Linked DNA regions of Mus musculus: regions 1, 2 and 4 are each linked to region 3. A link is a contact called in public ChIA-PET and HiChIP or PLAC-seq data. All regions are on one chromosome and are shown on one strand. The core of a region is the stretch at or near the end of the contact, and the rest is flanking DNA. Distances in the headings are between cores, read along the strand shown. Region 1 holds the start of Smim38 (small integral membrane protein 38). Region 2 holds the start of Tnfrsf26 (tumor necrosis factor receptor superfamily, member 26). Region 3 holds the start of Ppfia1 (protein tyrosine phosphatase, receptor type, f polypeptide (PTPRF), interacting protein (liprin), alpha 1). Region 4 has its middle 36 kb from the start of Smim38.

What was found. ChIA-PET counts read pairs in DNA pulled down with a chosen protein or histone mark. HiChIP or PLAC-seq counts read pairs in DNA pulled down with a chosen protein or histone mark.
Region 1: an H3K27ac HiChIP or PLAC-seq map of extraembryonic endoderm stem cells shows a contact between it and region 3, with 4 times the contacts expected there. The contact joins the promoter of Smim38 here to the promoter of Ppfia1 in region 3. A contact is called at or near these places in 2 of 115 datasets of contacts at active chromatin or transcription factors (bone marrow-derived macrophages and extraembryonic endoderm stem cells) and 1 of 9 other capture datasets (embryonic tail).
Region 2: an RNA polymerase II ChIA-PET map of memory CD8 T cells shows a contact between it and region 3, with 8 read pairs. The contact joins the promoter of Tnfrsf26 here to the promoter of Ppfia1 in region 3. A contact is called at or near these places in 2 of 115 datasets of contacts at active chromatin or transcription factors (bone marrow-derived macrophages and memory CD8 T cells).
Region 4: an H3K4me3 HiChIP or PLAC-seq map of bone marrow-derived macrophages shows a contact between it and region 3, with 3 times the contacts expected there. The contact joins the enhancer-like site here to the promoter of Ppfia1 in region 3. A contact is called at or near these places in 3 of 39 promoter capture datasets (cranial neural crest, hippocampal neurons and liver), 1 of 484 Hi-C or Micro-C datasets (forebrain), 1 of 115 datasets of contacts at active chromatin or transcription factors (bone marrow-derived macrophages) and 1 of 9 other capture datasets (adipose tissue).

What each region holds. Positions count from the first base shown.
Region 1 is chr7:145,206,329-145,212,322 of GRCm38.p6, reverse strand. It overlaps Smim38 (small integral membrane protein 38), which reads left to right and starts at 4,204. Exons shown (of 3, transcript NM_001369202.1): 1 at 4,204-4,297; 2 at 5,318-5,394; 3 at 5,742-5,994. It also overlaps a transcript of Tpcn2 not described here. RefSeq lists an enhancer at 4,627-5,994.
Region 2 is chr7:143,623,883-143,630,217 of GRCm38.p6, reverse strand. It overlaps Tnfrsf26 (tumor necrosis factor receptor superfamily, member 26), which reads left to right and starts at 2,373. Exons shown (of 8, transcript NM_175649.5): 1 at 2,373-2,420. The coding sequence starts at 2,376.
Region 3 is chr7:144,550,930-144,556,880 of GRCm38.p6, reverse strand. Ppfia1 (protein tyrosine phosphatase, receptor type, f polypeptide (PTPRF), interacting protein (liprin), alpha 1) reads left to right here and starts at 3,152. Exons shown (of 32, transcript NM_001195086.1): 1 at 3,152-3,362; 2 at 4,348-4,611. The coding sequence starts at 4,348. It also overlaps the pseudogene Gm35626.
Region 4 is chr7:145,241,330-145,247,791 of GRCm38.p6, reverse strand. It overlaps a transcript of Tpcn2 not described here. Among named protein-coding and RNA genes, the nearest start is that of Smim38, 36 kb to the right of the region's middle. Within about 2 kb of position 4,496, at least 19 of the 459 cell types and tissues checked have an H3K27ac peak or open chromatin away from gene starts, as enhancers often do. A contact at or near this core is called in bone marrow-derived macrophages, where this site is marked.

The DNA.
Region 1 (5,994 bases), core at 2,955-5,454, 650 kb before region 3:
AGGTGGCCACCCCAAACCTGCTACCTCCAGCAACATCCTGGGGGGTGCGGGGGTGCTCTCTCTTAACCTTGAAGAGTAGTTGGCACTCCTTCTAGTCCCTGCCTCCCAGATCCTAAGGCTTGGGAGAGCTACATAGGTCCTTAGATTTTCAGAAAGCTTGCCTCTCCTTAGGGATGGTGGCCACTTTGCAGAAATGTCCCTAAAAACATGACTTGGTCTATATGTTAGATGCAAATGGACCATTAACAGTTCTGGTATGGAGTGAGTTCTAGGAGGGGAGATCACTATCCAGCCCCACCCCACTCCACTCCGGGGACTGTAGGGTGGGACTGTAGGTTGAGAGGAAAAATACCAAGGGAGGCTGTTAGGAACTCTGACAAGGGAAGCTGAATAAATTACGCTCTTTTGCACGCCCTAATCCGGTGTTGTGATGGCTTCTGGGACATGGCTAATTTATTTGGAATTTCATTCTGGGCTGACTGCGGCCTGCAGGCTGTTTGATCACCAGGCAGAGTTACACACCGGCTTTCACTGGCTGCGAGGAGGCCTCACCAGGCTCTGCCTGCAGCGGCCTTTTCAGAGGGCTGCCCCTCCTTAGGACACAAGCCCCTCGCTGACCTAGCCCTCCAGCTCTCCACCTCCCCACTCATCCCCGACAGCAGCAGCGGCGGTGTTAATCTGCCTTTGTGGTGCAGGAAGAAAGATTTATTTTTGCCTGTCTGGGGGTCTCAAGCATAGAGGAGCAATCTGCTTTGAAAAGCATGTCCTGTTGATTTCAGGGGCACTTTTTTCTCTTTCTTTCTTCCTTTCTTTCTTTCTTTCTTTCTTTCTTTCTTTCTTTCTTTCTTTCTTTCTTTCTTTCTTTCTTTCTTTCTTTCTTTCTTTCTTTCTTTCTTCCTTCCTTCCTTCCTTCCTTCCTTCCTTTCTTTCTTTCTTTCTTTCTCTCTTTCTCTCTCTCTCTCTCTCCCTCTCTCTCTCTTTCTCTCTTTCTCTCTTTCTCTCTCTCTCTCTCTCTCCCTCTCTCTTTCTCTCTTTCTCTCTTTCTCTCTCTCTCTCTCTCCCTCTCTCTCTCTCTCTCTTTCCCAAGTCAGGGTCTCATGTAGCCCAGGCTGCCAATTTCCTAGGTAATACAGGCTGGCATTGAGCTTCTGATTCTCCTGCCTCAGTTTCCCTGTTGCTGACATTATAAGGTGCCCACTGCTACCATGGCTGCCCCACCTCTATTTTCATGTGCGTGTATGCGGTGTGTGTGTGAGTGTGTGTAGGCTTGCATGTGTGGTACATGTATGTGCATGTATGTTGAGAAGTATTCTCTGGCCCTCTTCCATCTTAGTCAATGAGACAGGAAAGTCTTTCAGGCAAACTGAGATTGACAATAGGGGGGTGTTGCAGACAGACCACCACACCCACCTACACTGTGTCTCCTGCTTGTGAGGCAAGTGCCTTAGCCACTCTGCCACATTCCTTTGGGTTTTTGATACTGATTTCTGTTTGATACTGTAGCTCAGATTGGCCTTGAACTTATGACCTGCTCTACCTCCCTAGTTCTTGTTTTATGGGCATGAACATGCACTAGCAGGCCCCACTGTGGCTAGAGTTTGGGGTTAGGGTTCTAAGGGAAGACGTAGGCTGGCCACGGAGTTTTCATTGATTGGGAGGGTTTCTCGCTGCCTAGGCTCCACCTTGGAAACAGTTTACAGTTTCCTCTTTTGTAATCCACACACTTCTGCAAGGCTCTCTCCGTCTCTTCCCACTCTTGCTCTCTTGCCCTCATTCAGCTTGAGTGTCTGGTCTTGGCAAAAAAGGTAAAAGTAATGATTTTGGAGACAGGAGCTAGAAAAGATGCTAGAACAAAAATACAGAATTTCATAGATCAGACGAAACAACAAAGAGATAACAGTAAAATTTAGAAACAGATTCTAAAAGATATTTACTAAAATTAGTAAATCAAAATAAGGTAGATGCTACAATATCAAAATTACAACATAAAGAAAAATTAAAATTGTGGAAGCTAGGCCTAGAACAGAAGATATGGAAATTTATAGAGCGGAATGAACAATATAGAGAGAAATTTAAGACTTGGCAACACAGGTTAGAGGAAACACTAGAACTAAAGGCACAGAAATTTATAGGTCATGATAAGCAACAGAGAGAGGAAAATAAAGTTTGAAGACAGGAGCTGGAGAAGATGCTAGAATAAAGGATTCAAGAGCTCACAGGTCAGACTGAGAGCCAGGGAGAAAATAATGAGGATTGGAAGCAAGGCTTGGAGGAGAATCTTTTAAAATCAATCAATCAATCAATCAATCAATCAATCAATCAATCAAAATAAAATAAATATCACAATATCAGAATTACAATATAGAAAAAAATTAAAATGTGGAAGCAGAACCTTGAAGAGAGGATACAGGAACTCATGGAATAGGATAAAAGACAAAAGAAGAGATAGCCACGATAGAACAAACCACATGGCCAAAAACCCCCACAAATAACAAGAAGTCTTATAACTAGGGAATAAGTTAGTATAGTGTTAGATCTGCTCAATCTAGTCTTAAAACATATAAGTTGCATAGTTTTTATATGGGCTTATTGGGGTTGGAAGTTCCAGCAACAACAGGTTGGGAAGATGGCTCAGCCATGAAATGCTTTGGCTGCTCTCTCAGAGGACCCAGATTCCAGTCCCAACACCCACATGATGGCTCACAACTGTCTATGACTCCAGTTTCAGGGGAATTAATGTCCTCTTGGGTACTGTGGGCACTGCACACACATAGTGCACAGACATACATGCAGGCAAAAACACCCATAAATATAGTTTAAAACAAATGTTGAGAAGAAATGCCAGTAACAGTAGTTACTGACACTGGCTGGGAAGGCCTACTCTTAGCCCAGCTCAAGGCAGCACAGTTTGGCAGAATCAGGTCTAATGCAATGTGGGTTTCCTTTAACCTGCCCTGGAGGCCTCGGACCACATGAAACCAGGGGACATGTGAGAGTCATGATATAGACATGGGAGACTTCAGAGGCTGTAGGGGCCAGGATATAAAGGAAGTGAGCACTGGGCTGGGGAGACAGTTTGGTTGATTGGTTGGTTGGTAAAGAGCTGGCAACACAAGAGTAAGGACTCAAGTTTTATCCTTAGAACCTGTGCAAAAAAGCCAAGTATAGTGACACACTCTTATGATCCCAGCTCTGGGGACATGGAGTCAGAAAGATCACAAGCTCACTGCCACAGTTGGCAGGAGCTGGAACCCCCTCTGCTTTTCACACCAGCCTTCCACTGGCCTCACTAGTGACTGGACTTATACCTGGCAAATATCAGGGAACAGTGAGCAAGGACCTGTCCCTGTCACTTCAATGCTTGAACATGTAGGTGTAGGAAGTCACTGTGGATTCTTCAAGCCTTGAAGATAGCCAGAGTCCCCTGATCTGTTCTCTGTGACAAGGGACAAGAGCCTTCATGACTGAACTCTGAATACCATAGCAAACACTACTTATCTCTGGGTCTTTCATGTTGCTTTGAGCTGTGTCCAATAGCAGGTGATTCTGGATGTGGTGGTCCAAGAGGTCGGTGAGAAATCTAGGAAACAGGAAGGTGGGGATGGAGGAAGCCATAAAAAGAGGGTTGACTTTTGGCCTTCTCCACCCAATTTGGGGATGTCTGGTGGCTGTGTACCCTTGAGTTAGTCCAGGGGACCAAGAGCCCATCTATTGTATGGTCAAGGTTTGGTAAAAATTTGCCCAGGGGACAGTTCCTGTGGTCCCAATACCGAGGCTGGCGAGACCCTAGTGGACCAGGAAGAGCACAGACCATGCTCATCATCAGTTGTGGGTGACTCAGAGAGTCCCTTTTACCACAGTGGAGAGCACCCTGGTGTCCTCCAGGCAGAGAAGCTGTGTCTTTACTGTCTCCATCTGTGTCTTGCTTCTTCCTATGCTTTCTCCATCCTCCCTGACTTCATCCTCCAGCATCCCACTGACCTCCTCTGCTAGGAGCAGCTAGGAGGGCCAACACTTGCTTCCCTGAAGGACACACGGCAGACTTTATGCTTGCTGACTCCCAGAGGCATATGAGCAGGAAGGGTCAGGCCTCCTTGACCCCAGAGTCTCCTGTGTCTTGATGCCATGTGACCTGGGACAATATTGACTTTCCCTATCTGATGGTGTGCTTGATAAACACAGAGCTTTGTTCAAGGCCACCTTGGCTCCACCAGTAATAGGCCCGAGCTGGTGGCCATGCTCAAGTCAGACAGCTTCGGCTTCCAAGAAAGCCTCACCCGGAGATGTGGCCTCTCAGGTGAGTGAAATGCTGGCTAAGGTAAGCCCTTGGCTTCTTCCCTTCCCAAGAGCATGGTGGCATCCATTGGGGGACTCTCACCCCAGATTCACTTGGGTTCCTTTGGTAAGTGAGCAAAGCCTTCTGTCTGAGACATTCCAGAAACCCCTGAGGAGGAAATGTTTGGTGTAATTTCTGGTTAGGCCTGGCTCCTAATTTCTAGATCCTCACTTACATTTGGAGCGTTAGAAAAGCAAACCCAGGAATGTTTCAAGAATGTTGTCCTGAGTGCTGGACTGGGTGGCCTGGCACTGCAGAGTGGGAGACAACCTCGGTCAGTCCCAGGGATGTACCAACTGCAGCGTGAGAGGCGGAGGGTGGACACAGGGAACTTACATACCTCTGGCACACTTGGCGTTAGTGTTGTGGAATCCTCAAATTGGCACCATTCTCAAAATCTCCACTTCCCATTCTATGATGTGCTGCCTGCCAGTCCTTTGTGTTTGTCGTTATTTGAAATCTTCTAGAAAGGCTATACAGGGTGAATACTCTTAATGCCATGAAGGAAAGAGTTCAGAAATAGAGAGAGGCGACCAGTGATAGGCTACAATTCTCCACGTGGAAGGCCCCCTTGCATGTCTCATGGCTTGTTGGACTGCTTCCGGGTGAGACAACTTGGGCTGAAAGTCCAGGAAGGACCCTGTGGCCAAGTATTCTTACTTCTCCCAGTGCCCCTGGCTGCAGGTGAGGTCCTGCTTAGTGGGACACAGGGTTGGCATTAGAAGTAGGGGAGAGCAAGCCAGTTTTTTCTTCATCTAAGGAGACCTCAGCTGTGAGGGGCCAGACTGGGGACAGGGTCCGGGCCAGAGTAGCTCACACAGGGGGACAGAGTCCTCACATGCGTGTGGTCACACGTGTATGTATGAGCACATGTAACTGGCAGACAGATGCTGTTTTTCTGGAAAATTCTGGAGGTGTGTCCTCAGAGCGGCTGCTCTAAGGGTGCTGGGCCTATTTAAGTATTCTCTCTTTGTCTTTCAGAGCAGGGGGCTCTGACCTCATTTCCCAGAGAGGAACCTGAGGTCTAAGGAAGTGAGCATCTTCCTCACCGACACTCAGTGAGTCCCAGGCTAATCAGCCAACAGCCCTGCGTGGGAAGCTGGAAGTGGGTTATAGGGGTTCCTTCCCATAAACCTCCTATGGAGCTGGGGTAGGTGGTGCTCAGCCCATCTCTAGAGGTTGCCCTCCCGGGGTTGTGAGAGGGAGATTAAACCCACTCCTCCAGGTTCCAGACCCTTTCTGGGGCGGTCTGTGTTGACTACCCCCATGCTACTACAGGCTGGGGCAGCCTTAGGGACTCAGCGCACAGCCTGTGTGCTAATTGAGCCATGTCTGGGGTCGCCTCTGGGCTCCAGCCGACTGTTCCCCCCCTCTCTGTGCCTCTCTCCTCTTTTCAATCGCACAGTCTCCCTGCCGCCCTCCCTGCTGGGCCGGGCCTCCCTGCAAGCCTCGTGGCCCCTGCTCGGTGCGGGCCTGCTGCTGCTGCTGTACAGCCCGCCCAGCCTCGGACCGTGCTGGCCTCCAGAAGTGATAGCTAATTGGGGAGAGAAAGGGCTCGATTGTCTGCGGCAGCCGGAAAGGCCTGGAGGAGGCGGCCGCTTCGCCCTGCAGCTGCCGCCGGGAGATGTTTGGGGATTACGTCAGCCTGGCAGGCAGGG
Region 2 (6,335 bases), core at 1,124-3,623, 930 kb after region 3:
TCATCTCCCATCCCCATGCCCTGAATAAACTCTATACTATACTGTCATGTAGCTGGTCTTGAAGGAGGAAGAGATGCCTCAGCATGGGCCTGCCGAGGTACCCCTTCCCCCACACCTGACTACATACCCACCAAAACATATTCCTCCTCTATTTATCTTTTTATAAACACAACAATCTTCTGTAAATATTAGTTTCCAGCATTTCTGGAGGCATCTGTCCTTAGGCAGGGAGGGGCTTACAGATTAGAGGCATTTTTGTTTCACACACCTCTTAGGCACAGTAATAAAAACTTAAAGCATAACTCTGTTTCTCACATAACCTGAATAAAAAGCAGTTTATCTGGGATGGCTGAGAACTAGCCAACTATTTTTCTCCAGACACTGTATGCACCTATGTGGCTTTTTGGAAATTACCATAAACCTAGCTGATGTCAAGTGACTCATGACTTCCTGGTAGCTCCTCCACTCAGCACTCATGATTGCTGACTGGACCAGCCTGCTCATTCACTGAGCTTCTGATGAACCGTTTCCTTTACTCTTTTCTCTCTTTCTTTTTTTTTTATGCCCTAGAGTTCTGCATATCCAAACATCAGGCCCAGCCTTGCCACATCCTCAGTCATACCTGTGAGGGTGTCACACCTGTGGTACTTCATCAGAGCCAGTGTGTGTGTGTGTGTGTGTGTGTGTGTGTGTGTGTGTGTGTGTATAGAGGGAGGCAGGGAGGGGGAGAGAGAGAGAGAACAGAAAGGGAGTTGGATGTAGTAGTCCATGCCTTTAATTCCAACACTCAGAGGCAGGAGAATATTCATGAATTCAAAGCCAGTTCAGTCTAGGTAGTGAGCTCCAAGACAGCCGGGACTATCTTGAGAGAACCTGTCAAAAAAAGAAGGAAAGAGCCGGGCAGTGGTGGCTCATGCCTTTAATCCCAGCACTTGGGAGGCAGAGGCAGGCAGATTTCTGAGTTCGAGGCCAGCCTGGTCTACAAAGTGAGATCCAGAACAGCCAGGACTATACAGAGAAACCCTGTCTCCCCCTAGGGCAGCTCTAGGCTTGTGTGTGTCAGAGGGGGTCGTCTCTGCTGCCTGAAGTATTGGTTGTTGGGGGTCTATGATGCCTATATTGATTGATTGGTGGAGGTCTCTGCTACCTGCAGTATTGATTTGTGAGTGTTGAATAGCAAACTCAGGACCTGAGGTCCCTCTCCCCACATGGCCCAGCTCAGTCTGGTCCACTCTGGACTCTCTCAGCTGTCTCTGTGCTCTCCCACATACCAACCATAGACTTTCTCTTCCACCATACCTAGGAGTTCTTTTCCTTTCCATTTCTTTTTTTTTTTTTCATTCACTTCATAACAATAACTACTGAAGCAACTCTCTAGCACTAACAGTAAGCATTTTTAACCACTGAGTTCCTCCACCTTGTTTTGTTGAGATATGATCTCTGGAGCATGCTGAGTAGGCTAGGTTTCTTGGTTTTTGTTTCATTTTTGTTGTTTGTGTTTGATCAGGGTTTCACATAGCCCAGGCTGGTCTGGACCTCAGCTGAGGATGACCTTGAGGTTTTGAGCCTCCTACAGACATTTCCTTTGTGCTAGGATTACAGGTGTGTACTATCAGTGACTGGGTAGCCATGGTAGGGGTGGAACGCAGGGGATGCATGCCAGGTATCATTCTACCAACTGAGTCACATCCCTAGCCACCAGCTCCCAAAGACATATCATATAGACTTTTGCAATCAAGCCAAGTCCACCCATCCACCTTCAGAACTTTCCAATCTTACTGAAATAAAACTGTAACCCCATGAGCTACTTACTCACTGTCCGTCCCTCTCCAGTCTAGGTGTTTCATTCTGCTTTCTGCTTCAGTAGGCCTGAGACTCTAGGGTTCTCAGAAGTAGATGCATAAGCTCTTTGTCCTTTTGAGACCATCCAGCTCCTTGTGGCCTAGGGCTCTGTAGGGACGCCTAACGTATATGAGGCTCTCCTTCCTCTTTATGGCTGACCCACAGTCCTGGTCTAGTTCATTGGTCAATGCATGCACGCATCGCTTAAGCTGCCTCAGCTTTCAGACTTCTTGACGCTGAAGTGCCTTTTGCTGCTGCTTAGTGCCAGTGGAGCCCTGAGAGATTTTGAAGAACTTCTCTGTAAACTTTCAAAACACTAACAGCTCAATTGAGCAAGGAAGTCAGTCTTTCTTTGGACCGGAAGCAGGGGGTGGTTTTTTTTTGTTTTTGGTTTTTTTTTTTTTTTTTTTTTTTTTGCCTCGCTGGCAAGGCAGCATCTGGACTGCAGCAGGCTAGTCCTCACAACTCCTCAAGCATCTCTCTCGGCTCTGCCTTGTCCTACCTTTTTTTTTTTTTTTTTTTTTTTTTTTATCATGACCAGGCTGCGACTTCTGCTACTGCTGGGGCTGCTTCTGAGGGTGAGTAGAGGCACAAGTGTGTGGGAACCATAGCGGAGCCCCAGCAGGCTATCATGGTCACAGCAGTACACAGGATCTTGTTTAGTGATAAGGCTGGGTCTCCTTTCTCAGCTCCTTTCCTGTATGGTGGAGGTGGAGAATGGGGTGAGGGGATTTAACAGAGAAGGAGTTGGTTTTATATCTTTATCTTTTCTTGTTACAAAGCAGTGGAACCCCCCCCCCCCATTTAACTTTTCTCTTTCCTCTTCTCCTCTCCTCTCCTCTCCTCTCCTCTCCTCTCCTCTCCTCTCCTCTCCTCTCCTCTCCTCTCCTCTCCTCTCCTCTCCTCTCCTCTCCTCTCCTTCCTTTCTTTCTTTCTTTCTTTCTTTCTTTCTTTCTTTCCTCCTCCTCCTTTCTTTCTCTCTCTCTCTCTCTCTCTCTCTCTCTCTCTTCTTTGTTTTTTTTCTTTTTTTGAGACTAGTAATTCTGGCTGTCCTAGAACTCACTGTGTAGACTAGCCTGTCCTCAAACTCAAATTCACAAATACCCATCTACATCTGCCTCCTGAGTACTGAGATGAAATGCATGATCCAACATGCCTTGCTAACTTTTCTACAAAAATGGTTTCATCATTTTCTGAGAGTCTCTTGTTCCGTCTTACCTTATAAACATTTGTCTTTTATTTTAATTATATGTATGGTGTGCGTGTGTGTGAGAGAGAGAGAGAGAGAGAGAGAGAGAGAGAGAGAGAGAGAGAGAGACTGTATACCTATGTAGAGTGCCTGTGGAAGCTAGTGGGTATCAGACTCCCTAGATCTAGAGTTACTGATTATTGTAAGCTACCATGTGGGTGCTGTCCTTTGCAAGAACAAGTGCTCTTAACTACGGAGTCATACTTCCAGCCACTAGTTTTTATTTTTAATAATTTTTCGTTATTTTACTTATTTATTGGGGGGTCAAGAGTTGGTTCTGTCCTTCAACCATGTGGCTCCCAGGAATCAACGTTAGGTTATCAGGCTGGCTAGCAAGCACCTTTCCCTCTAAAGCATCTTGCCAGTCCATTCCTCCTCCCTCTTTTGAGGCAGATATTATATAGCCCAGACTGGGCTCCCAGCCTGGTCTTCATACCTCAGCTTCGTGACAATTGGAATCCCAGGCCTGAGCCGCCAAGCCTTGACTACAAAAGTTGGCATTTTTCAAGTGTGAGGTTTTTTCCCCTCAAAATTGTGCTGTCAGCCTGGTGTGGGATGCATAGGCCTGTAATCCCAGTACTTGGGAGGATAAGTAGTTCAAAGTCGTCCTCAGCTACATAGGGAGCCCAGATTATAGAACACTGTCTCAAAATTGCTGTTGTTTTGAACTGCTAATGTAGCTGGTTTGTGATAGAAGCTGACAGAAGCAGTCTGACTCTCGCTTAACCTCACACCAAACAAGAGTGAAAGTAGCCTGAAACAGTGACACCTTCCTCCCACTGTCTGTTGAGAAAAAAAAAAAAAAAGAGAGAGATTCTCTCTTCTAGAAAATAGTGCCTTCCAAGTGGCTGGCCTTCAGTCAGTGGTCCTCAGCTACCTCTGGGTTTTTGTGAACCTCCAAAGGTGTCAAGTGTCCACAGGCTAAGAAATGTGCTCAGCTCTCTCCCTAAGGGACTTGCATGGATGAGCATGTGATTCTGGGCACTTTCTCAGGCTTATGAAGTTCCTGACCTCTGGCGAAAGAGCACAGAGTCAATACAGCTATAATTAAAATATTTATTGATTAATGTTAACAGGAAAACAATCTCTAAGATTTCCATGCAAACTGAGTGGTAAAGAAAGGGTATATATAGCCGGGTGTGGTGGTGCATGCCTTTAATTCCAGCACTTGGGAGACAGAGGCAGGCAGATTTCTGAGTTTGAGGCCAGCCTGGTCTACAAAGTGAGTTCCAGGACAGCCAGGGCTATACAGAGAAACCCTGTCTTGAAAAACAAAAACAAAAACAAAAAAAAAAAAGAAAGGCATACACACACACACACACACACATATATGTATGTACACATATGTGTATATAGGTATATATGTGTTTGTGTATATATATATTGAATTTTATGTTCATTTAAAATTTTTTTTGACTGCATGTATGTCTGAATGAGGGTATCAACAGCCCCTGGAACTGGAGTTCCAGACAATTGTAGCTGTCATGTGGTCACTGGGAACTGAACCCAGGTCCTCTGGAAGTGGTCTTAACTGCTGATCCATCTCTCCAGCCCCAGAAAGAAGGGCTTTTAAAGGCAAAAATTGCGAGAAGTCTTTGAGTATCTGCACTTGCAAGCCTAGAGATGTTTTGATCTGCTAAGATTAGGTCGTCAAGGTGTCCTGAACGTCTGCATGAGCAGATTACAGAGGCCAAGAGCGAGTTAGTAGGAACATGCCAAGTAGAGATGGTTACTGTATGTGTTTGCATGGGTGGTCACTGAGTCATGTTTGTCAGGATGTGATCAAAGAAGAGAGCTATGTGAAGATTCTGAGTACTTGTGAGAAAACTCCAAAAAAACAAGACAAGAGTCTTGTGACCCCAGTTTCTTCAAAAACAGGAAACTGGTTTTGGAATGTATTTTCATGTCCCTCCCAGGTATAGCAGATAGGAGTGAGCTCGCTTCAGACTATTCATCACAATGACTGTTACTTATTCATATGCCTCTGTGGATAAATAAGTTTTTGCCACATGCATCTTGCCCTTGTGATTGTACACTTTATTCATGTGCCTCTTCTTAATCCTCAGAGTATAAATTATCTGATGCTCTGAATAAAGTTGGCTATTGCCTGAGATTTTAGTCAGCCTCACGTATCAGCTCCCACTCTCCCAGGTCCCACTGACTCTAGAGCACAGGGTCACTAGGAACTTATCTTCCAGGGACAGATTCAGAGACAAAGAGCTAGTTCGTACGAAGATGGATGCCTAGTATAAAGTAGAGTTGGGTTTTTTTTTTTTGTTTGTTTGTTTCTTTTTATTTCTTTTCCTCTATCACATGAGAATTTGAAAAGCCGTATTGTCATTTCCTCTCCTGTGGCTTCCCTTTCATCAGAGCAGAAGCTTCAGTGAGTCACTGTGTTTAATTCTAATGTTTATAAAACCAGGGAAAAGAAAGTATTGTTCTTTTTCAAGTTATGATTTTCCCTGGTCAGGCTGCCCAGTGAGCCACCTCTGTTGGATTTACCAGGAAGTACTGGCATGTTCAGCTTTCTACCTGGCTTCTGAGGATCTAAACTCAGGTCCAGGTGCTTGTGAGACACATGTTTTACCAACTGAGCCATCTCCTCATTTATTATTAATTAATTAATTAATTAACTTACTTATTTGGTGCTTTAGACTGGATGTGATGGCACAGACTGTAACCGCAGCATTTGGGGCAGTAGAGGCTGGAAGATCACTACTTCAAGGTCATCCTCCGCCACACAGTGAGAGCCCATACATGAGAACAGGAGATGATGGTTCAGTGGATAAGTCTCTTGCTATGCAATCTTTAGGACTGAAGTTCCAATCTCTATAGCTTATATAAAGGCAGTTGGGTATGGTAGCCCATCTGTAACCCCACCCCTTAGGAAGCCCAAAGTGGCAGGGTTTCCTTCAGGCGAGCCCTAGATTTAGTGAGAGACTGAGTCACAATAAACAGAATGGAAATAAATCAAGGGTGGAAGACACCCAAAATCATACTCTGGTCTCTACGTACACATGCATAAAAATGCACAGGATCTATACATGTGCCCACACCTGCACATGTACCATAAACATATACACATTAAATAGATAGATAGATAGATAGATAGATAGATAGATAGATAGATAGATAAGAACATTTTTGAGGGGCTGGAGAGATGGCTCAGCGGTTAAGAGCACCAACTGTTCTTCTGAAGGTCCTGAGTTCAAATCCCAGCAACCACATGGAGGCTCACAACCAT
Region 3 (5,951 bases), core at 1,903-4,402:
GGAGAACATAGTATGAAGTTGGGGATAATGGGATTTCAAGGGTGCAGGGCTCTTGGGATGAGGCTTTGCAAATGTGACTTTTATGTGTGTAGACACTTGTGTAGGTGTCATCCTGAGGAAGGCCTGGCACCTTGTTCTCTGGTTTGCCCCAGGGATCCCAGTGTCTTTACTGCCTCAGGCTGGGATTACATAGTTGCTCGGCCAAACCCAGGTTTGTTTGTTTGTTTTGATTTTTATTTTGTCTTCATTCTGTTTTGTTTTTGGAAGAAGCTCATGTCCTCAGCCTTGCCCAGCAAGCCCTTTACTGAGTGGCCTCTTTAGCCCCAAATTGTTTTTGTTATCACTCCATCTAGAGATATCTGTGTTTCCAGATCAACCCAAACAGACCACATTCCCAGCAAGGAAGAACAGACTTGCCCGTGAGCAAGGTTTCAATAAAGTCTAGCCCAGGCAGGAGGAACTGCCTGAGGACTGAAGACGCTCAGGTCCACTGCCTTTTTGTTTCAGGAGCTCCTAGAACCTAACTCCTCAGCCTGGGACTGAGAAGCCATGCAACAGGTGTGGTGGTGAGTGGTTATCTTCACATGCTTGTGACATTTATCAGGAGGAGTTCAAAGCTAGCCTCTGCTACTTTGTAGCTAGTTTAGGACACTTGATACCTCTTCTCAAAAAAGGTGTGGTGCTTGGATGGGACTGGAGAGATGGTTTAGTGGTTAAGAGCGCTTGGAGCTCTAGCAGAGGACTTTGTCCATTTCCATTACCCACACCTGCATGGCGGCTTGCAACTATACGTAACTCCAGTGCATATATATTTACGGACAGACAGACAGACACTCAAGCACATGAAATTACACAGAGAAACCCTGTCTCCAAAAAAAAAAAAAAAAAAGAGGGGGCTGACAACGCCATGCATGATAGCACACATCTGTCATCCCAGCACGTGGGAGGTCGAGACAAGTGTGTGGAAAGTTGCACATTAGCCTGTCTCAAAGGGCCCTCGCCTCTAAAATAAATAAAATTCGGACCAGTGAGAAGGCTCAGCAGGTAAAGGCACTTGTTACCAAGGCTAATGACCAAAGTTTAATCCTTGGGACCCACATGATAGAAAGATGGAAATGTTTCCTGCATGTTGTCCTCCTGCCTTTACATGTATGTTGTAGTATACACATGTGTAGACATACACAGACACAGAGACATGGACAAATGGGATTAAAAAAACTAAACCACTGTGAGTGTTAGCCATGTCTCTGCGATCCAGAGGGACAATGGTCCTGTAGCTTCTGTTCTTCACATCCATCTCTGCTGATTTATGGTCTGCAAGAATAGGTGCCAATCAGCGGGAGCTGGGATTTCCACAGGCAGAAAGCTGGGGAAGAGCTCTGAGCATTAGGGACCAGCAGGATGACATCTCTCTGCGGATACACCTCCCCATTCACACATCTTGCAAAGCATGCACTGTTGCTAAGGGTGGTTACACCTCCCCATTCACACATCTTGCAAAGCATGCACTGCTTGCTAAGGGCAGCTCAGCTTCTTAGCTTGTGGTGAAACTTGCTGGAGAAGCATTGTTTTCTTTAGCTTTCTGCCATGCCAGCTTCATACATGTGCTGACTGTGGAAGAGGACCCAGTACAGTATGCCCTGTTGAGCTGTGTTTGGTCCTGGATCAGTTTCTTAGGAGATGGCTGTATTGGCAGGAACCTCTGGGGAGACATGAGCATTTTGTTTTTGTTTTTGTTTTTGTTTTTTGAGACAGGGTTTCTCTATATAGCCTTGGCTGTCCTGGAACTCACTTTGAAGACCAGGCTGGCCTCGAACACAGAAATCCGCCTGCCTCTGCCTCCCCAGTGCTGAGATTAAAGGCGTGCGCCACCACGTCTGGCTTGAGCATTTCCTCAAATCCAAACCTGAGATCAAGGCAACTGAGAACTTGTGTGCAGTGGCTGATAGTCCTTAAAGACTTTGCTGCTTCTATTTACATTCTGACTTGTTTTGTGGAAAAAGGTCTCATTATATAGATCGGGCAAAACTCAGAGATCTGCCTGCCTGCCTCTGCTTTCTGAGTGCTAGGATTTCAGGTGGGCACTATTGTGCTTGGTTATACTTGTAACTTGACTTTGTAATTAATTACTGACTTCTTGAAACAGGAATCTGCCCATGTAACCCTGACTGTCCTGGCTCTCTATGTAGCCTATACTAGTCGACAGTATTCTTGCCTTGGCCTTTGGAAAGTTTTATTGGCTTTTCAGTTATGGTTGATGATCATTTTGCTTTGGTTTCTGGACTATTTTATTGGCGTTAATTAAAAAAAAAAGTTTTAAAACAAGGTCTCAGTATGTACTCCTGGCTGTCCTGAAACTCACTATGTAGACAAGGCTAGCTTGAACCCAGAGATCTGCCTGGGTGCTGGGAATAAAGGCGTGTAGCACCAAGGCCAGCTAGCTTTTTATTTTTACGTGGAGTCTGGGAAATGGAACTTAGGTTCTAATACTTGCAAGAGTGACTGAGCCCTTACATTTTGTTGTTGTTGTGTGTGCGCGTGTGAATGTGAGCACATGTATGCACCCACACGATACATGTGTGCAGGTCAGAGGACAACATTCAGGACTATGTAGGTTCCGAGGATCTACTGCAGGTCTTCTGGGTCCTAGGGTTCGAACTCAGTCGTCAGGGTTGATGGCAGTAGCCTTTGTTTGTATTTTACAGGCAGAGTCTCCACCTTGCTGTAATTCTCCTGCCTCAGACTTCTGAAGGGTAGGCATAGAGGTAGAAGGTACCTTGCCCGACCTGTCAGCACTTTCCGGTTTTGCAGGTGGTCCGGCGGGACTCCCCAGAGGTCTTGGGTTTTGAGGGGGGGGGCGAGTGCTCAGGTGACGTCGGCGTTTGGGTGACGTCAACACACACACACTGGCGTGAGAGCACGGAAGCAGGACTGCGAGCTGCGCACACCTGCCAGAGATCTTTACCGGTGTTTCCACGGTCGCCCTGTCTCCGCAGGGGGTTGGCCTGCCGGGGGCGGGGCTAAAGCGAGGACTAGCCAATTGGATCTCCCGATAGACCGCCCGCCCACTACCGCGGATCTAGCGCATGCGCACGGCCCCGCGGCCAACCTCTCCCGCGGGGGGCGGTGCTGACGCTCGCGCCGACGCGCCGGACGTCGGGCACGTTGACGCCGGCGACGCGCCGGGCCCGGTTCTCTGCGCTCGCTAGTGTCCCGCGGCGGCGGGCCGGCCTTCGTGACGAGCGGGGCGGCGGGCCCGGGGGCCGGGCGAGGACGCAGCCGCGGGGCTGCGTGGGTCGGCCCGCAGCCGGCCGCCGCCCGAAGGCCGCTTCATAGCCCCGGAGCCGCGCCCGCCGGCCAAGGTGAGGGCGGGTGGAGCGGGCCGCGCTGGGTGGCGGGCCAGGGTCGGTGGGGCCGGGTCGGCAGGGTCAGTGTGCGGGGGTCAGCAGAGCCAGCAGAGTTGCGGCTAGCCTGGCAAAACGGGTTGATAGCAGTTAGGTCCGAGTTCGCTTAGACTGGCCAGAGTAAGTGAGGTTGGGGGCAGTGAGGCTGTGGGGTCAGCTGAGCCAGGCCGGGGCAGCGGGTGCTGCTCAGATGCACCTGCAGCGCCTTCTGCTTCATCCTCCACCCTGTGCCCTGACAGCATGCAATCTCTAGTTCCATCTCACCTTTTCCTCCTCCTCCTCCTTTTTTTTTTTTTTTTAACCTAGCCCTGTTGTCCCGACTTCCTAGATTCCCAGTGTGGGTATATTTTCTCTTTCTGTTCTTTTCCCCTGTCTTTGACTGTGAACTTATGTAAGTTGGGTTGGCTGACCAACCGTTACACAGCAGCAGGCCTTTGCTAAACACTTCTGTCCAGACTTTAAAAAGCCAATCCAGTTGCTTTTTCCGCTGATCACCAAATATCCAGCCCCACAAGTCAGGGTGCCTGCTAGTCCTTCCCAGGAGCTGACTGCACACATTCCTGGAGGATGCTTGGGTCCATAGTGCTGGTGTTTTGTCAGTTTCCAGTCTTCTTCTGTGGTTGAGGGACTGTTTGGAATCTCTCTTCCTGAGGAAACTGTCTTCAGCTGTTAAATGTGGATTTTAAACAGACCCCCACTGGTTGGAGGTGAGCATCCCAGCTCCTCTTGCTCCCAGGACTGTCTCCCCCAATCTGCTCATTATATTGACCTGTGCATGCTACTTCCCAGAGTGTGTGCATCCAGAGTGGATGATCGTCACGGATAGCTCTGGGGCTGTCAGCCTTTTTCTCATTAGCCACAGGTGGTGCTCAGAAAGCTGCAGGTTTGTGGAAACTCTTGTTCTGCACCTACTGATTGTGGTCTGTACCGTTCCTTTTTCAAGATGATGTGCGAGGTGATGCCGACCATTAGTGAAGCAGAAGGCCCTCCAGGAGGAGGTGGGAGCCATGGGTCAGGCTCCCCTTCACAGCCAGATGCTGATTCGCATTTTGAGCAGCTCATGGTTTCCATGTTGGAAGAACGGGACCGCCTTCTGGACACACTAAGAGAGACACAAGAAACACTGGCATTAACCCAGGGGAAGTTGCATGAAGTTGGTCATGAAAGAGATTCTTTGCAGAGGCAGCTCAATACTGCACTTCCACAGGTATGCCCATCAAACTGAAATCAAGGAAGGTTTCTGCCTTTAAATGTCTGCAGGACTGTCTTGTTAGTGTATTAGCTTGCTGGCTGCTTTGTGTAACCACTTGGGAAGTGATGGTTCTGATGTTTTCTGAGCACTGGTAAAATTCTCAGGAATTCAATTTAGGGGAAAAAATGGGGATCCACCAAAGCCATGTGACCACACCACTCCACTGTCATACCTCTTTGGGAAACTGCCTAGATTTAGGAAAGCACTTAAATGTTTTTGACAGGGGGCTATGAAGCAGTTGAGCTGTGTTGAGTGTCCCATTCTGTCTTAAACTTGTCCTTGTCTGCTGTGGATCTGTGAGGAGTGGATCTCAGGGTTTTTTTATCTTATCCCTGGTTTATGTCTTGTGGACTTCCAATTTCCTAGGGAAATCTTGTGGATAAATAGAACTCATTTCATGGGAAAAATTTATACAGGCTTTCTCCAGAACATCTGTGAGCTGTAACTAAACTTTGTTTCAGGGGAGAAAGGATTGAAAATTGAATCCTGAGGCTCCTCTTCCCAGGCAGATGAGACTTTCAGAGCTTGAAATACCTACTGTGTCCTTAGTATCACATTTAGATTGGTATGCTAGAGCCTCCTCTTTTGGAGTTAAGTGGTATAGGAAGGAGAAGGCAGTATAGCCAGCAAAGCCCAAGGTGAGAGGCAGGCATGTGGAGCAGGGGTTGCTTAGATTCCTGCTGACAGCCCACTTTACTGGTTCATGATGGGCGTCTCCTTGGTGCTCAAGGAATCTGCACTTACGCTCTTGTGGTGTGTCTGCAGATATCAGTTAGCAAGTCAGTAATGAGTGCCTTGATGCATCTCTCAGCTGTAAAGTCAGTTCTATGAGATGGGACTAAATGTTTGAATGTCCTTTTTAGAAACAGTAATTTGGTGTTAGTGTTGTGTGCTGAGGGGTTTTGTTTGGTGACTAGAGAGTTGTCTTTTCTTCCTGGAGTCTTAGGAATGAGCAGGTTAATTAGGTCAGATTCCGTTGCCTCATACTCAAGAGGCTTTCAGGAGGTCATGAGTCCTACTTGCTCTACTCTACACTTGGGTTTGTTGCAGCTCAACTCTGCATCAGTGGCTGGTCAACATTGAGGTTTTTGGAAAGAACAGGCACAGGGGAGGCAGAGCTGGTGGGTGTTGTGGGTAGTGAGTTTCAGGCAGTGAGAACTGTCTCACCTGTTGCTAGGTTGTGCTGGCTTGCTGCTCTGCAGTGCCTCATCAAATGTAGGACATGCTTGTGTCCACAGTTACATCATATCTGACCCGAGTCTAGTGTCACAGAGTAAACTTGTTCTAGATAATTC
Region 4 (6,462 bases), core at 3,247-5,746, 690 kb before region 3:
AGGGGATGAAGATGGCAGGTGTTGACAAGCTGCCTTTGGGACCTTGGGCTTCTCCCCATGCCTGATCAGACACTGATGTAGTGCCTGTCTGTCCCCAGACCTACCAGACACCCATATACTGTCCTGGTGCCTTTGTTGGGTCCTAGAATAATTCATCTCTATGTCCTTGCTCTCCCCTTCTCCAAATCCGGGAAGCCAAGGGTGTTCTCATCATTGGATGGCAACATAACTCAACCTAGCCTAGCCCACACTCAATTCTGCTGCTGTGGCGTCCCTTGGGCTTAGTGTTGGAGGGCATCCCTCCCCTGTCCCTTAACATTCTCTGGTAGATTGAGGGCATGAGAACCAGGATCTGGTGCTGATCTGTTTACTCTGTTCAGTCTCTTTTTAAGACAGAGTGTATAGGTGTTTAGCCTGAATGTATGTCTGTACCACATGCATGCAGTGTTCTTGGAGATCAGAAGATGACACTGGATTCCCTGGAACTGAAATACAAGACAACTGTGAGGCACCATGTAGCTGTTGGATCTCTAAGCCAGGTTCACTGGATCAAAACCAGTGCTGGCTCTTAACTGCTGATCTAGCTCCAGATCTTTAGATGTCAAAAGGGACTCCTGAAGGAGCCGTGTCTCATGTTCTCATGAAAAGAATCTGATAAAATACATTTATAATGTGTGTGTGTGCCTGCGTGCATTCGTGTGTGGGGTGGGGTGGGGGGGCAGGCGGTAGGAGCATGTGCTTGCCACAGTATGTGTGTGGAAATCTGAGACAACCTTTTGGTAGTCAGTCCTCAAGCTGAGGCCAGGTCCCTTGTTTGGGGCACTGTGCAGCATCCTCTAGGCTGGCCAACCGACACACTTCCTGTTGGTTCTCTTGGCCGCCTATCTCTCAGCAGGAGTGCTGGTAACATACATGCACACCACCACTTCAGGCTTGTTTTCTTCTTTATTATTTTTAGCACAGGTTCCTGGGATGGAACTCAGACCATCAGAGTTACAATGGCAAGTAGTTTCACCCACTGAGCCCTCTTGCCTGTTGCAGGGAACTGCTCATGTGAGCTGCAGAGGTGAGCCCGCTAGGCTTCCCCTGACAGTGGATCTACAGGCCCCTGGGCCTGGCCTTGCGCTTCCCGGTGTTCTAAAGCACTCCATAGTGCACTCCAAGTACCCAGAAAGATGAGATGTTGGAAGATATAACTACCTTCCCCAAATCCTACCCTAACAGTGATAATGTATGAGCTATTAGTCAGAACACTCTGGGTAGGGCAGAGGTGAGGGTCAAAGCTTGGGTACTTAACTTAGACTTGGGCGCTTTCCTGTGCTCCAGGCCTTTGCACATCTACAGGATCTCAGGCTCTGCCTTGGAACTGTTTTCAGATTGGCCTGAACCACCATTGGAGTGTGTGTACTAGAGAGCAGTTCAGAGTGATGGGATCACCTGGCAACTTAATACACTGTCATGTGTGTGATTTCTAAGGGACAGGTATACTCACATCTGTCATCTCAGCACTCAGGAGGTGGAAGTAGAAAGGTGGGGGTCACAAGGGTGAGTTCCAAGCCAGTCTGGGCAACATGAGACCTTTACTTAATAATAATAGAAATATAATGAATAATTATCATTTTATAAAAATAAAGAGGATTAGATACAAGTTGCAAAACACATGAAACTCAAGAAGAACGAGTACCAAAGTGTGGACACTTTGCCCCTTCTTAGAATTGGGAACAAAACACCCATCGAAGGAGTTACAGAGACAAAGTTTAGAGCTGAGACGAAAGGATGGACCATCTAGAGACTGCCACACCCGGGGATCCATCCCATAATCAGCCTCCAAACACTGACACCATTGCATACACCAGCAAGATTTTGCTGAAAGGATCCTGATATAGCTGTCTCTTGTGAGGCTATGCCCATCCCTGGCAAACATGGAAGTGGATGCTAACAGTCAGCTATTGGATGGAACACAGGGCCCCCAATGGAGGAGCTAGAGAAAGTACCCAAGGAGCTAAAGGGGTCTGCAACCCTATAGGTGGAACAACAATATGAACTAACCAGTACCCTGGAGCTCATGTCTCTAGCTGCATATGTAGCAGAAGATGGCCTAGTCGGCCATCATTGGAAAGAGAGACCCCTTGGTCTTGCAAACTTTATATGCCTCAGTACAGGGGAATGCCAGGGCCAAGAAGTGGGAGTGGGTGGGTAGGGGAGTAGGGGGGGGAGGGTATGGGGGACTTTTGGGTTAGCATTTGAAATGTAAATGAAGAAAATATCTAATTAAAAAATTGGAAATGGAAAAAAATTACAAAAAAAATTTAAAGATACTTTTAAGAGTAGGTAGTGATAGTCATATGGTATCTCAGTGGGCTCAGAGCTACCACGGAACTGTGGTTACTATTTGCATTTAGGGATGTTGGTGATACCATTTGGTTCTTGTCCAGGATTCCTGGCCCCTAGGGACCCTCCATGACTGTTGCAGTGGGGTTCTAGTCTGTCTGCTGGCCTGTGGTGTTGGAAAAGCTTCTGTTTGGCTCTTAGCTTAGCTAGGGCTTAGCCCACTTGCTTGATTGTGGGCATGAAGTGATCCAGTTGCCCCATGAGCCCCACACTCTTAACTTTTAGACGCCCCCTGGGCAGCTGCTTCTCCTAACAGGGTTGGGTGTGGCAGGCGTGGTTATGCATGTCACCTGTCCCAGGTACTTCAACCCCAGGGAAGAAACCCATGGCACAAGACAACCTTCCCACTACCAGGCTCTCTGCAGCAGCTGGGAACATGAGAGCTGTCCTGGTCCCTAGGCTTTAATATCCATCAGAACTTGTCAACCAATTGCTGGTCCCCACCCTCAATTTCTGGCTGGGTGGGGAGTCTCTGTGCTAAACTGCTTCCTGTGATGTACAGGTCTGGGGATGCACTCTGAGAATGGTCATGCCTCTCCTTCTCCACCCCCACTGACCTCCAAAGGTGTCTCTGAGTCCTAGTCCCTAAGCACTGTGTGACTTTGCCTGGGGATAGAATCTGCAGAAGTCTCTAGAGATCTTGAGGTGGAGTCACAGTGGGTAAAGGGTCAGCCTCACAGAATGACTGGTGTCTGTGTGAGGGGAGACAGAAGAGCCCTGTGGTGATGGAGGTGGACATCGAGTGATACAGGTATGTCTTGAGGGAGGCCTGGGAATCAGGAAGCTAGAGCTAAGGAAGGCTCCTCCCTGGGCCCTTTGGAGGGGTGGGGCCCAGATGTCAGCAAACTTGGATGCCTGGCTTTGCAAACTGTGAAGGGAGACAGTCTGGTCTGTGTACCCCAGTCGGTGGTGACCTGTCATAGAGGCTTGAGGCAGCTCAGTCCTCTGTGGGTGCTTCTTACCAGCACTCATGCTGATGATGGACCCTAGGCCACCAGACTCCTGAGGTGGGACTGGAAGTCAGTAGGGACAGAGTGGCTTAAGAGACAGTTTCTGTTTCTATGTAGTGATCTAGGGAAGCAGGTTCTGTCCATGTTGGCTTGTCACTTTGTTCTGAAGTGATAGCATTGGAAGATATTTGAGCTGGGCTAGGGCTACCAGTGGGACAGAGTGCTGTCCTCTGGTGAAAACACACTGTCCTGAGCTGGAGGGGTCCACAAGCAGGCACATGCTGGCTGGTACTCACCGCTGCCTGCTTAGATGGGGATTGTTCTAGACATTGTGGGTTGATCAGCCCCTCTGGGATCTGTGGACCTTAGATAGATGATAGATAGATAGATAGGTAGATAGGTAGGTAGGTAGGTAGGTAGATAGATAGATAGATAGATAGATAGATAGATAGATAGATAGATAGATAGATGATAGATAGATCAACCTACTTAATGGTGATTCTTAGGAGATAATATCTGGGGATTTCTCCAGGCCAGGGCACTATTCTGGGCCCCTCTCCCACTGCTTCTGTTTCCTTGTGTATAATTTAGGATTGACCTCACTGAACCCTGGACCTGTAGGCACTCTGGAGAGCACAGCTCCTAAGAAAGGCTTTGGATGGTATGTAGCATCACTGAAAAATGGCTGACAGAAGCCTGGTGTGACAGGGCAGCAAGGAAGGGGCTGCATTTCTCACGGGCTCTCTACTTGGCACACAGTTTGGGGGCTCCTTGACAGCACCCCCTTCACCTCTGCATCTATACAAAGGTGCTCCGTCCTGTGTTCACCTGTCTCAATGAGCATTTTAAGCAGTGTCCCTCCCCCAGGTGAGGTGTGCACTGGGACAGCTGGCACCTGTATGCAGACCCAGATGCCATTGATGTCTGAGGCCCCAGTAGAGCCTGCTGTGGGCTGGTGTCACTGGCACCTTGTAAACCCATAGGGCACCCAGAATTGGCTTGGGTAACGGGATGTGTGCCCTTCATAGGGTCCAGCTGGTAGTATGAACTGGCACCCAGAGGTGTTTTGCATACAGGTGAGGGCCTGGGGCAGGCGCAGATTATCCAGGAGATAGGAGTCCCAGACTAGGGTACCTGAAATCCCTGATCTGTCCAGCAGAGGACAGCAGAGCTCCAGCGGCAGTGGGTGGATCCTGTCCCAGTCCGCTCACCTCCCCACTCTAAGGCTAGACTGGTGGTTACCTAAATGATCTTTCCTTCCTATTTTCATAAAGGCTTCCTTCGCGGCTGGGCAGCTTTCCTTGACTGCAAGGCCCACGTGTATTGTCCTCTCTACTGTCCCCCCTTGCCCATCTGAATGTATGTGTAGATCTTCTGGCCTAAGGGACCCCAGAAGACTGTAGGGCAGGAGTGTGTCTCCAGGACTGTCTCCTCTCCCGGCCTGGCTTGTCCCTTGGTGTTCCTCTTGTCTGATGTGGTGTGTATTTAGGGGTCCCCTATCATGGGCTTTCTCTGGCTAGAATGTGAACCTCACCAGGATAGAGATGTAGTTTACTTTTGGCCAAGTCCCAGGTGCTCAGGGAGGAACTGGTATATAGAAAGATGCCCAGGAGGTATCTGATGGGCAGACTGATAGGTGGAGAAATGTGTGGGTGTCCACTTCTGGGTCAACCACATGGTTTCCACTGTGAGCTGCCGAAGGGGTCCAGTTTGGGATGCAAATCTGGCCATGTTCTGACATATCCTCTGTCCTCTATGGACATTGGAAAGTGTAGAAGGCACTGAACCCTGAATGGGGAAATGGTTGACCTTGGGCTGGGCCAGTGTTGGAACAGACTCTGGGGTGACAGTGACCACCATGGGGACTCTGACATGTGCAGTTTAATGTGCACACATGATTATCCTTATTTCCGTTTGACAGGAAGGAACTGGAGCTCAGACCTTAATAGATACCTTCCCCACATTAACATCCCCCGCCCTTTTCTGTGTGTATCAAAGCTGATGCCTCAAGAAAACAGAAACACTGGCCATGTGCGTGGACAGAGAAACCGCGATGGTGTCACTGATGTGGTAGGCAGCTCAGACTTGGCAGGGACGGGGTGGGCGAGGGGGAGGTGTGAAGTCACTGCCTCCCTAGGGCTCAGAGTTCATGGCCCATAGAGCCCAAAGCATTTCTCTAATCAGGTACCTTCAGCATTTTTGTGAGATGCCAAGAATGTGTTTGGGGGCACCAGGGACTGGTTGGCCTTGCTTTCCCCTGGCACATAAACTACCACATAACTAAAGGGCAGGGACTCCTCGTGACCACAGCATGCAGGGCGGTGATCTCTGCTCCAGCCAGTGGTGGTGGCTGGTGGCCAATGGAGGGGAACTCCAGGCCAGGCAGGAGTCCGGGTGGTAAAATTGCCACGGGGTAGGAGACAAAAGCCCTCCTCTGAATACACTGAGGTGGACTACTGGCTTCTATTTTGTTTCCTCTCATGCCTAAGTTCTCAGTAAAGTGACAGGGATGGATTCCACATGTTGAGAGCAATTGATCTGCCCAAACTCAGGGTGATGGGTGTAGTCCTGACCTCCTGGAGTAGCCTTGGCTTTGAAGCCAAGCTTGCTGCATGGCTTTTCACTGCAAAAAAAAACCCACCTTCCCATTCTGAGTCCAAGGTCAAGGTGGGCTGGTGTCCGTAGCCTTTGAAGGTGCAGGGAAGATTCTCCCTAGCTTTTGGGGTTGCTGTTGTCACTTACGTTGTTGCTGTGACCTGACAAAAGTGACTTAAGGGAGGAGGACATCACTGTGGCACACAGTTTGAAGGGATACAGTCGTTGTCACCCCCACCCCACCCTGCCAGCTCTCCTCCCACCCCGTGAGGAAGCAGAGAGGGGAGTGATGGTGTTCAGTTAATTTTCTTCTTTTTATTCACTCCAGGACCCTCAGTCATGCAATGGTGCCACCCACATTCAGGGTGGGTCCCCCTCAGTTAAACCTCTCTGAAAGCCCCTTCACAGATATACGGATAGGTGTGTCTCCTCGGCGAGTTTGAATCGAGTCAGGCTGCTGCTGAAGGATGGATCCTCACACTGGGTCACTCCTGCCCCACCCCCATGTATTGTCTGGCCTCCCCTT